Linked DNA regions of Hordeum vulgare: region 1 is linked to region 2. The links are chromatin contacts, called in public Hi-C maps. All regions are on one chromosome and are shown on one strand. The core of a region is the stretch at or near the end of the contact, and the rest is flanking DNA. Distances in the headings are between cores, read along the strand shown.

What was found. A called contact is a pair of places that touch in the nucleus more often than the background predicts.
Region 1: a Hi-C map of leaf shows a contact between it and region 2, with 2.4 times the contacts expected there. The contact joins the enhancer-like site here to the promoter of LOC123407650 in region 2. A contact is called at or near these places in 2 of 6 Hi-C or Micro-C datasets (leaf and seedling).

Annotation. Positions count from the first base shown.
Region 1 is chr7H:421,225,295-421,230,795 of MorexV3_pseudomolecules_assembly, reverse strand. No RefSeq gene overlaps it. Among protein-coding and RNA genes, the nearest start is that of LOC123407650, 280 kb to the right of the region's middle. Within about 2 kb of position 2,530, at least 2 of the 3 cell types and tissues checked have open chromatin away from gene starts, as enhancers often do. A contact at or near this core is called in leaf, where this site is marked.
Region 2 is chr7H:420,945,201-420,951,410 of MorexV3_pseudomolecules_assembly, reverse strand. It overlaps LOC123407650 (LRR receptor-like serine/threonine-protein kinase GSO1), which reads left to right and starts at 1,798. Exons shown (of 4, transcript XM_045100832.1): 1 at 1,798-2,308; 2 at 2,783-3,043; 3 at 3,134-4,009; 4 at 4,257-5,110. The coding sequence starts at 1,852. The coding sequence ends at 4,750.

The DNA of each region.
Region 1 (5,501 bases), core at 1,281-3,780, 280 kb before region 2:
AAATTTTGTACTCAAGATTCAAAAAATATTCGTGATTTAAAAAATTGTTTAAGATTTTTCAAAATTGTTCCGGGTTTCAAATTTTGTTCTCAAAATTCAAAAACTTTTTGTGTTCTAAAATTTGTTCATGCTTTCAAATTTTTCGGGGGTTTTCAAAATTGTTCTCTATTTCAAAATTTTGTTCTCAAGATTTCGAAAATGTTCGTGCTTTAAAAAATAGTCCGCACTTCCAAATTTGTTCAAGATTTTGCAAATAAATTTGGAAAATATTTCTGCTTTTCTAAAAAAATATCTGGATTTTCAGAATATATTCTGGATTTTCAAAAAATGTTTTTCAAATTCGAAAAAGGTTCCTGGTTTTTAAAAAAATGTTTTCCTAAACTGTTCTTCAACTTCGAAAACGGTATTTGCTTTTTAGAAAAAAGTTTTGGATTTTCAATAAATGTTCTGGATTTTTTGAAATGTTTGCAGAAAATGTTCTTGTTTTTCGACATTTGTGCTGAAGATTCATAAAAATGTTTGTGTTTTCAAAAAAGTTCAAGTTTATGAATTTGTTCAGTATTTTTCAAAATTTTCTAATGTTCAAAACTTGTTCTAAAAATTCAAAAAATGTTCATACTTTCCGAAAAATTGTTCATGCTTCCAAATTTGTTCGGAGTTTTCAAAATTATGCTCTCAAGATTCGAAAATGTTCATGCTTTAAAAAATTGTTCGCATTCCTAATTTTTTTAGGATTTTTTGTCCTTGGTTTTAAAATTTGTTCTCAAGATTAAAAAATGTTTATACTTTAAAAAATGTTTGCGCTTTCAGACTTGTTCTTTAATTTAAAAAACATTCATGTTTTCACAAAATGATTGAGAAATTTCACGTTTTTTCGATTTGAATAAAAATGAAAAAAAACAAACCGGAAGAAAAAAAGGAAAAAAGGAAAAAAGAGAGAAGAAATTATCCAATTTTTTTAGACAAACAAGAAGTTGGGCCGGCCTTGTCTCGTGCCCCCTGTGCGTGGGAGCGATCCCCTGCTGCAGGGAGTGGCACGTAGGAGTTCCTTTAAATACAACTAGCAAATGAGCCCGTGCGTTGCAACGAGTAAAAAGAGAACACACTCCCTAACCTAATAAGCATGACTCAAGATTATTATTTTTTTGAAGGAAAACTGTAAGGGAAACCCCCCACAGCGAGTTTTTTTTAAATAATAAGAACCTAAATTCGCGCCCGTGGGGACTTGAACCAAGGTGGCTGGGTTGTACATCCACTCCACTAGCCAAGTGAGCTAGGCTCACTTCCTCATGACTCAAGATTTTAAGAGGTCCATTTCTTTTATTTCAACACATGCCATCCCATATGCCTTTTTTATTTATCCTTCTTTCTAGTCTCGTCTATGGTGGCTTTAATGTTCATACCATCACAACACGTTTGAATGTTGTCAATCTTAATACGTCTTCCTCTTGATATAGGATGATAAATCTATTTTTTGTGAGATTTTGGTAAGGTGTGCATGCATGGTTATAGACATTTTTTGGTTCCTCGTCTTAGTTTTGCCGAAGTGTTCATTGTCAATTCGTATTGACACCGATATGAAAGAAAGACCGGTCATGCGATGTTGATTAAGATTTCATCATAGATACCACTTTTTCAAAGGTTATCAGGTTAAATAATATCATATTCATATTCTATATATTTATTTAATCTAATTTCATATATGACATGTTAACTTTAGAGTTAAGGTTCAAAAGATATGTATTTATGAAAAATAAATTAATATTGCGGGTTGATGATCAGAAACTTGAGGGGGTTTTCTAAAAAATAGTATGACGAACTAAGGATATCTATTTTCTTTATTAGTAGGTATAGATGTCCATTACTGATCTTGAGAATGACTCGTACTCATATTAAGAGGATCTAAGCTCGGGCTCCAACTCGCATTTCCCTGTTTATTTCTATCTTTTATATTTTTCCTCATCATCTTTCAATACCTATAATGAGAGTATTTTTGAAAATTCATCAATCTTTTTAAATAGGTTCATATTTTTTTAATTGCACGAACTATTTTTTCAAAATGATGAACTGTTTTCAATTTCAAATTCGGTTATCATTTTTACCGGATTCAATGAACTTTTTAAGATTTTTGGTGAACTTTTTAAAATACAATGAACTTTTATCAATTCGATTAACTTTCTTTAAATTTTGATAAACTTTTTCAAATTCAGTGATTTGTATTTGAAAATTGATGGACTTTTTACAGATTTGTGCTTTTCTTTCAAAATCGATGGACCATATTTTAGATATTTCATAAATCTGTGAACATTTTTTAGTGTTTGACAAACATATTCAAAATTATGAAAATCAGTCTTTTTCATGAACCAGCAGCGCAAGCCAGAATAAAGAGGCAGCAAGGCAAATGAAAGCGAACCTAAAGGAGCGATTTTATAATGGGCCATGATCTGCTATTGGTTACTGCGGAGCCAATTCTTCAACGGACGCCTACAGCAACCAATAGAATGGAAAACCCTATTTGAGGCTCACCGCCTCAAATAGTCAGGCAAACGCACAGGGGCGAGCAACTGGGACAGCCCATCTCCCTCTGCAGGCAGTATCGTATTTTGCTTTTTGTGTCCTTTTTCTGTTTCGTTTTTTCGTTTTTCTGTTCTTGTTTCATTTTTTCGATGTTTATTTTTTAAAACTAAGTTCATGTTTGAAAGTTGCTTTTGAAATTCAGAAAATATTGTTGCTTTTATAAAAATGTTCTAAATTTCAAATAAATGCCGTTTTTCAAAAACATTCATAACTTCAATAAATGTTCGGCATTTTACAAAGATGTTCGACATTTTTGAAAAAGTTGTTCGCAATTTTAGAAAAATGTTCCTTTTTTCAAAAATGTTATTGTTGCCTTTATAATTTTTGATTGCTTTAATTCGTAACAAGCTTTCCTTTTTTTCAAAATGTGTTTATCTTTCAAAAATGTTTGTCTTTCAAAAAATGTTCTCGTATTAGAAATATTCTTGCTTTTTCACAAATTTTTCTCATATTAAAAATATTCTTGCTTTTTAAAAAATGTTCGTCTTTCAAAAAGGTATTTTCAGTTTTGTTCTTTTCATAAATTTGTCAAAGTTTTCAAAAAATATTCTTCCTTTTTCAATTTTTTATAAAAAATGTTCCTGTTTTACGAAGAATGTTTCTCTTTTAAAAAATATGTTCACAAATTGAAAACTTTTTCAAACTTTTTTCACCAATTCTAAAAATGTTCATGATTTGAAAATAGTCATGAAATTTAAAAAGTATTCTTTATTTTCTGTATATGTTTTTTCCTTTTCAAAAAATGTACGTAAGTTCAGAAAATGTTTGTGTTTCGAAAAGTGTACATAAGTTGAATAATTGTTCCCACTTCAAAATTTCATTACAAATTTCAGAAAATGTTCTTTTTTCACATATTATTCACAATTTTCAAAAAATGTTCTTGTTTCCACATTTTTATAAAAACAATTTACTGTTATATAAACTATGTCTTTTGAAAAATTTGTTCAAAAATTGGAAACTTGTTCCAATATTGTTCACTAATTCTAAAAGTGTTCACGATTTGAAAATGTTTGGGAATTTTAGAAATTGTTCTTCTTTTTCTAAAAAATGTTTGTGTTGTCAAAAGGTGCACATCAGTTCAAATAATGCCCGTGTTTCAAAAAGTGTACATAACTTGAAAAAATGAACGCGCTTCAAAAAGTGTTTACAAATTTCAAAAAATGTTCTTTTTTTCATAAATTGGTCGATATTTTAAGAAATGTCCTTGATTCACCCTTTTATAAAAATCTTCCTGTTTTACATAAAATGTTTCTCTTTTTTAGAATTTTGTTCACCAATTGGAAAGTTGTTCAAATTTTGTTCTCCAATTTTAAAAATGTTCAGGAATTTACTTTTTTTTCTTCATTTTATAAAATATATTTAGCTTTTAAAAAAATGTACATAAGATAAAACAATGTTCATGTTCAAAAAGTGCGCATAAGTTGAAAAAATGTTCCTGCTTCAAAAATTGTTTACAAACTTTAAAAAATGTTCCTTTTTTCATAAATTTGTCAGAAAAAATTAGAAAATGTTCTGGTTTTCAAATTTTTATAAACAAATGTTACTATTATATGAAAAATGTCTCTTTTGAAAATTTTGTTCACAAATTGAGAACTTGTTCCAATTTGTTTCACCAATTCTAAATATGTTCATGATTTCAAAATGTTTGGAAACTTTAATTTTTTTTCTTCTTTTTCTAAAAAATGTTTGGCTTTTCAAAAAGTGTACGTCAGTTCAAAAAATGTCAGTGTTTCAAAAAGTGTACATTAGTTGAAAAAAAGATCCTGCTTCAAAAATTGTTTATAGTCGACTTTTTTAAAAATGATCTTGTTTACACACTTTTATGCAAAATGTTCTTGTTTTGCGTAAAATGTTTGAAAGTGCGTTATATCGACTAGAGGGGGGTGAATAAGAGATTTTTAGAATTTCATCACTGAGGAAATTCCTTTTGAGGAAATTCCTCACAGATGACTAACTTAGAGCGGAAACAGTAAAGGATCAGAAGTGCAAAGTTTCACAACATCAGTTTTTCAGTGTGAGGAATGTGAAAACAGATTGCACAGTGAGCAGGCACGCATAAAACAGATGAAGATTAACTAGCGTGAAGAATTTGGGGTTGAGGAATTTCAGAGAAAGTCTTCAGCAAATTTTTCAAACAGTAACAGTGAAAGTCATCAACACATAATGTGAGGAAAGTAAGGAGTTGAGTAATTAGAACCCGTTTCACAGTGAAGACAGTAGTTGATGACCCAGTTCCAATTGTTGTGACAGTTGTACATCTGGTTTGGAGCGGCTTGGTATTGAAACCAAAGGACACACCGTCCCGGGACACACAGTCCCTACCGTGTTCTCCTTGGGCTAAGAACACACAGTCCTCACCCAACACTCGTGGTAAATCTTCAGGGCAGACTTCAAAACCCTCACAAACTTGGTCACCCGGCGATCCACAATTGACTGCTGGATTGCTCTAGACCATGACGGCTAACCATCTGGAGGATGCACAGTCCTCAAAGGTAAAAGGCTTCAGTCCCACACAGGAACAACTTCTTCAGTGATGCTCAATCACTTGGTTCTAGGTTTGTGGTTTGGTGTTTGGGGTATTTCCTCACTAATGAATTACTCTCGAAGGCTCTGAGGAATTGGGTTACTCTTATGACAAGTGTCAGTTTCTAACGGAGCAGCCAACCAGCTAATGGTTGTGGGGGGCGGCTATTTATAGCCTGGGAGCATCCCGACATGATTTGACACTAATGCCCCTAAATAATATGACCGTCGGTGTGGATAAGACCAATGATGTGGCATGGCTATCGAAACGGTCGGAACCCTCAACTGTGAGAGTCCTCATGTCACTCGTATTCCTCACTTGAGGCTTTTGGTAGGATTAGGCTTGGGTTGAGAATCATGAGGAAATTCATTCTGAAGTGTAACTTCGACCCCCTTTAACA
Region 2 (6,210 bases), core at 549-3,048:
CGGTTAGCCGCTCAAGCCGTGGTGGCGGAGGCTCCGGAGCTTGAGCCGGAGAAGGCGAAGACAAGTGTCGGAGTTTCAATTCTCGGGGCTGAGGGCATTTCGATGGGAACGGGCATCGACAATCATTTTGATTAGGAATTATACCTCAAAACTAAGACAAGTTCTGATTTTAGTTAAAGTATGTCTGAAATATAATGAATTTCCTCATGTCTATATGAAACATGTCATGTTTGTATGGATCTCTTCTAGTTCATTAAAAAATTCAACTGATTTACATGAATTTCGTCCGTCTAGTTTCAACAATTTTAATAACTAGCAAAAGAGCCCGTGCGTTGCAACGGAAGCAAACCATACAACACGTTTTAACCTAATAATCATGACTTGAGATATTTATTTAAACTTACTGCATAAATAGAATTTAAAAATTGTTAAATAAGTAAAATAACATCATATTTTGATTATACGCATCACTATAGATTCAAATTACATTATAAATAGAAATTAAAAAAATTAAATAGGTAAGATACATTAGATTTTGATTCAACACATTTTTTGAATGGAGGTTCATATGTAATAATTTAAAATTAGAGTTACAATTTAAAAGATATAATTTTTTTAAGTATTTGTTAATTGTAATTGGACCGCGGATTAATTAACAACACGGATCGGTCTCGTTATGAAAAATGGATTGTACGCTATTGATTAAAATTACAGCATAAATATTATTTAAAAATTATTAAATAAATAAAGTAACATTATATTTAGATTGTGCGCATCATTATTGATTAAAATTACATTATAAACAGAATTTTTCAAAATTAAATAGTAAACTAACATTATATTCAGATTCTACATATTTTTCTAATAAAATTTCATATATAATAATGTAAAATTAGAGTTACCATTTAAAAGATATAATTTTTTAAAGTATTTTGCATTTATAATTGAACTACAGATTAATTAATTAAAAACTGTAGGGGTGTTTTCGAAAAAATACGAAAGATGATTGTTTTTTTTACTCAAGTATGTACTGCGGGTTTATTTTATGAAAACTGAAGGAGGTTTCTACAAAAAATCAAAAAAACGATTCGTTTTCTCACTGTATTATTTACTGTGGGTTGATTTCGGGAAAGCACAGGGGTTTCCTATAAAAACAAAAAAAAACGATTCGTCTCTCACTTAAATCCGTACTGCGGGTTGATTTCAGGAAAATCCAGGGTGTTTTTTGCAAAATGAAGACGAAGAACGGAAGAAGCACTGCGTGCTTTATTATTAGGGAGAGATTGTTGAAATATATGTGGTTAGTTTTGGATGATGGTTTTTGATATCGGTGTGGACTGTCCGCGGACAAATGACATACTCCCTCCGTTCCAAAATAAGTGTCTCAACTTTGTACCAGCTCTAATACAAAATTGTATTAAGATTGAGACAGTTATTTTGGGACGGGGGAGTAGATAATTCGCCGGGCGTGCGTCGGAGATGTCCTTGGCCATATTGTTATCAACATTGTAAATGTGTATAAACCTGTCGAAAAAGAAAAGAATGGTGACGCAACTTGAAGTACGGCAGTACCGTATTTCTTCACCCTCAGGGGATCGTACTGATTCACTTGACACAGATACGGTATCCGATCCATCCCGCACGTGCACGTGTAATCGAACGCGAGTAGGAAATCCCCATAAACCCCCTCCGATTCCCACCTTTTCACCGTCCATCCAAACGCCTTTTGACTGACCGACCCCACCACCCCCACATCGTCCTTTTTACCGCAAACCCCCCTATAAGCCCCCAAATTCCAACTCCTCCGCGCACCCGAAGCTACTCTGCTGTTCTGCTACCCCCCTTCCTCCCATGGCGTCCAAGAACGCCCTGCTCGGCCGCCTCATCCTGCTCCTCCTCGCGTCCGTCACCTCGGCCTCCTCCTCGTCCAATTCCGGCAATGCCGAGACGGACGCGCTGATGGAGATCAAGGCGGCGCTAGATCCGTCGGGGCGCGCGCCGGCGCTGGCGTCGTGGTCGCGCGGCGGGGACCCGTGCGGCCACAGGGACTACTTCGAGGGCGTCTCCTGCGACGCTCGCGGGAGGGTCTCGGTCGTATCTCTGCAGGGGAGGCGGCTCTCCGGGAGCGTCTCGCCGGCGGTGGCTATGCTCCCGGGACTCACCGGGCTGTACCTGCACTACAACGAGCTGAGCGGGGCGATCCCTCGCGAGCTTGGCAACCTCCCCGACCTCGCGGAGCTCTATCTCGGCGTGAACAACCTGTCCGGGGGCATCCCCGTCGAGCTCGGCCGCCTTCATCGCCTCCAAGGTACTGTACTGACTACCGAGCGAGTTCTTCCGTTTTGAAACTGGTACCTAATCCTACAATGTGGGTACGTCTATTTCTGATCCTGAATTTGATGACATTCGTTAGTAGTAGTACTAGTACTCATCTAGTAGTACGCAGAATTTGAATTTGGCAAGTACATTTTGGCTTGTTCGTACGGGTGGCTCGCCCTCGCTGCTGATTACCTGCACTGCATGGACCAAAACTTTGAAGTCTTCTGACTAGTATACAGGCAGTGTGCGCATTCAAACTCTGAAATACGATCCATATTTATTCCCTGTGCATGGACTGTTCCTACAGCTCACAATGGCCATTATAATTAATTACCTGTCCACTTCCAGGATTTGATTAATTAGCCGTACCAAAAACTTGGAGTACTAATCAATTTGCAGCAGTGATCGATTGTTCTTCTCTAATGGTAAATGGCTGAGAAGTTTGTGTTCTTCTTTCCTGCAGTGCTGCAGCTGGGCTACAACCAGCTCTCAGGGAGCATCCCTACTCAGCTAGGTGAGCTCAAGACGCTCACTGTTCTTGCCGTCCAGTCCAACCAACTCACCGGGGCGATACCGGCGTCTCTAGGGGACTTGCCGGAGCTGACACGGCTGGACTTGAGCTCCAATCACCTGTTTGGCTCCATCCCTTCCAAGCTTGCCGGCATCCCACAGCTTGCAACACTGGACCTCCGAAACAATACACTTTCAGGAAGTGTTCCTTCTGGTAAGTAGTCTTCAACAATGGTGTTCATGTTTACAATGTCACTGCCTCTGTTACCATCTGAATTGTCTTGTCTCCACTGGTATTTTGTAGATCTGAAGAAATTGGGTCACGGATTTAAGTTCGACAACAATTTAGAGCTCTGCGGGTCTCGTTTTGATTCTCTGAAAGCCTGTCCTAACGATGACAACGTCGATGATCAAATGCCGAATAAACCCGAATCAACCTCCATCAAACCGCAGCAAACTCCACAAAATACAAGCCAAAACACAAATTGCGACAACGGCACATGCTCAAGCTCATCGACACTCTCTTCAGCAGCTGTTCTTGCCGGAACAATCATAATCATAGCTGGGGTGGCGGCTTGTGGTCTATCTGTCTTCTCATGGCACCGCCGGCAGAAGCAGAAGGTTGGTTGTTCTGTGGAGAGCTTGGAAGGAAGGCCTAGTTTGGAGCAATCAAAGGAAACATACCAGAAGAGTGCCTCCTCACTGATCAATGTGGAGTATTCCAGTGGGTGGGACACTTCGTCGGAGGGATCGCAGCACGGAGCAAGGCTGTCGCCCGAGGGCTCCCCGAGTGTGAGGTTCAATCTCGAAGAGGTGGAGTGCGCGACGCAGTACTTCTCGGACATCAATGTGCTCGGCAAGAGCACCTTTGCGGCGACACATAGAGGGATAATGCGGGATGGCTCGGTCGTCGCCGTCAAGAGCATCAACAAGAGTAGCTGCAAGTCGGAGGAGGCTGACTTCTTGAAAGGGCTCCGCGTGCTTACGTCGCTGCGGCATGAGAACCTCGTTGGCTTAAGGGGTTTCTGCCGCTCCCGGGCTAGAGGGGAGTGCTTCCTCGTCTATGAGTTCATGGCGAACGGTAGCCTTTCCCGGTATCTGGATATCAAGGACGGTGACGCCGAGGCGAGGATCCTCGACTGGCCTACCCGGGTCTCCATCATCAAAGGCATTGCCAAAGGTACTCTATAATATACACCACCATTTCTAAGCTTTTTGAGCCAGCTTAATTATTACTAGTAGTATTATTTTGCTGTATACGAAACTGTTTTTTAGTATAAAATAAACACATTAAAGATGGTTTGAGTTTGATGTACATGCTGAAATTCTGAATTGTTTCAGGAAGTTTGTACTGTATATAATGTACTCCTACGTAGTAATTCGTTCTACTGCTCTCTGCACATGCTGAAATTCTGAAATTATTTCAGGAATCGACTACCTGCACAGCAGCAAACCGAGCAAGCCCCCTCTGGTCCACCAGAACATCTCGGCAGACAAGGTGCTCCTGGACCACCTGTTGGTGCCCCGTCTCTCCGGCTCCGGCGTGCACAAGCTGCTGGCCGACGACGTGGTCTTCTCCACACTCAAGGCCAGCGCCGCCATGGGGTACCTGGCGCCAGAGTACACGACCACCGGCCGGTTCACGGACAAGAGCGACGTGTACGCCTTCGGGGTGGTCGTGTTCCAGGTGCTCACCGGGAAGAAGGCGGTGTCGCAGCACCTCCTCCGCTGCCCCGTCGGCGACGCGGAGCCCGGCGGTGGCGCCAAGCTTGACGACCTCGTGGATCCCCGCCTCGGGGCCAGGTTCTCGAGGCCCGAGGCAGCGAAGCTGGCCGGGATCGCGCTGCTGTGCACCAGCGAGGCGCCGGGCCAGCGCCCCGCCATGGCCGCGGTACTGCAGCAGCTCGGCGCCAGCCAGTAATGACTAATGAGCGATCGTTGCCGCCGCGTTAACTCCTTTCTTGTTAGCTAAGCTGCCATTTTTCCCTTTCAGCTCCAGCTCCATCGATCGGTTGGTACGTTCCTTGCTCAGGAACCTGACAGTTCGTCGCAAGCCAAGTTTCTGCTCTATCTATGCAGTCAGTAGCAGTAGTTAATTAGTGGTTGCATCAATTTGGCAGCAACCACTTCAGTTCAGTCTGGTCCGGTGACACTGATCACTGATTGTATCCTCATCTTTTTTCACTCTCTACTGTAAATGTGTGGTGTGCCGTGCTACTATTATCAGGTTGTAAATGCGCGGCACGAAATAAAGTCTACCCTGTTTTGAGATTTCAAAAAATGCGACGATGGCCATATGCTACTACCTATGTACTGTGATGCACTAATGCTAGTGTGCTAGCTGATGCGAGGCACGCGGCACGCATGCTGCATTTAGGAGCCTCGGTCCTCCTCTGACCTCTGGACTCTGCTCCGGTGCCATGTTGTTGTTACTGATCTTTGTTGCGTTGCAGGTTCCGGCCGGATCTGAGAGTAAAAGTGACAGCACCACTACCACCTCCTCTATCAACATTTCCTTCTGGGAGGCGCTTTAGATCAGATCGGGTATTAAAACGCGGCTTCAGACGCTGGTCCTGTTGCTTTTGCTTCAGGGTAGGTTTGAAGCTTTGGCAAAGTAGGATCGACTGCAACCCGTTTTTCCTCTTGACTGTGGACTGTAATTTTTGGTGCATGGAAAACACGTTCTTCCGTCAGAAAACCTCAGGTTTGACACCCAAGATGCTGTCCTCCTCCTCCCTCTTTTTTTTTTTGATAAGGAGGAAACGAGCCCCCGACCACTCCTCCTCCCTCCTTGCGTCCGCCTCCTTCTTTCTTGGCTCCCCTCTCTTCTTCCTCTAGCGCTTCATTTTAAAAACTTTTAACTAGACATGATAATTTTAATGATGCTCACATAAGAATAATAAATGAAACATACAAACGAGCATCATAAATATTATAAAAAACATATTGTTTTTATGGTATAGTGGTATACACAAAGGTATAATTATTTTTATGAAAAACTTTCATGAAAAATTCCACATTATTTTTATGAACATGAACACAAGTGTTCAAGATCGATCCTCACTTCTTGAATGCATAGGTTTTCAATCGCTTCTCTTTTAAGAGGCAAGTATTTTTTTGTGTTTTTAATTTTTCAATTTTTTTATTTGTTTCACCCACAACTAAAGAAAGAAAACAAAAACAAAAGAAAAACAGAATCTATTTAGTGATAAAAGCAAACAAGCATATACGAAAATATTAACCCATGCTATTGCTCCCTGACTCCCCGACAACGGCGTGAGAAAAGAGCTCGATAATACCCAAGTGCAAGAAATCATCATAGCACTTTTCAATGATGGAATTGGTAAGTATGTAGTGTTGAACCCACAAGGCACTAAAGGT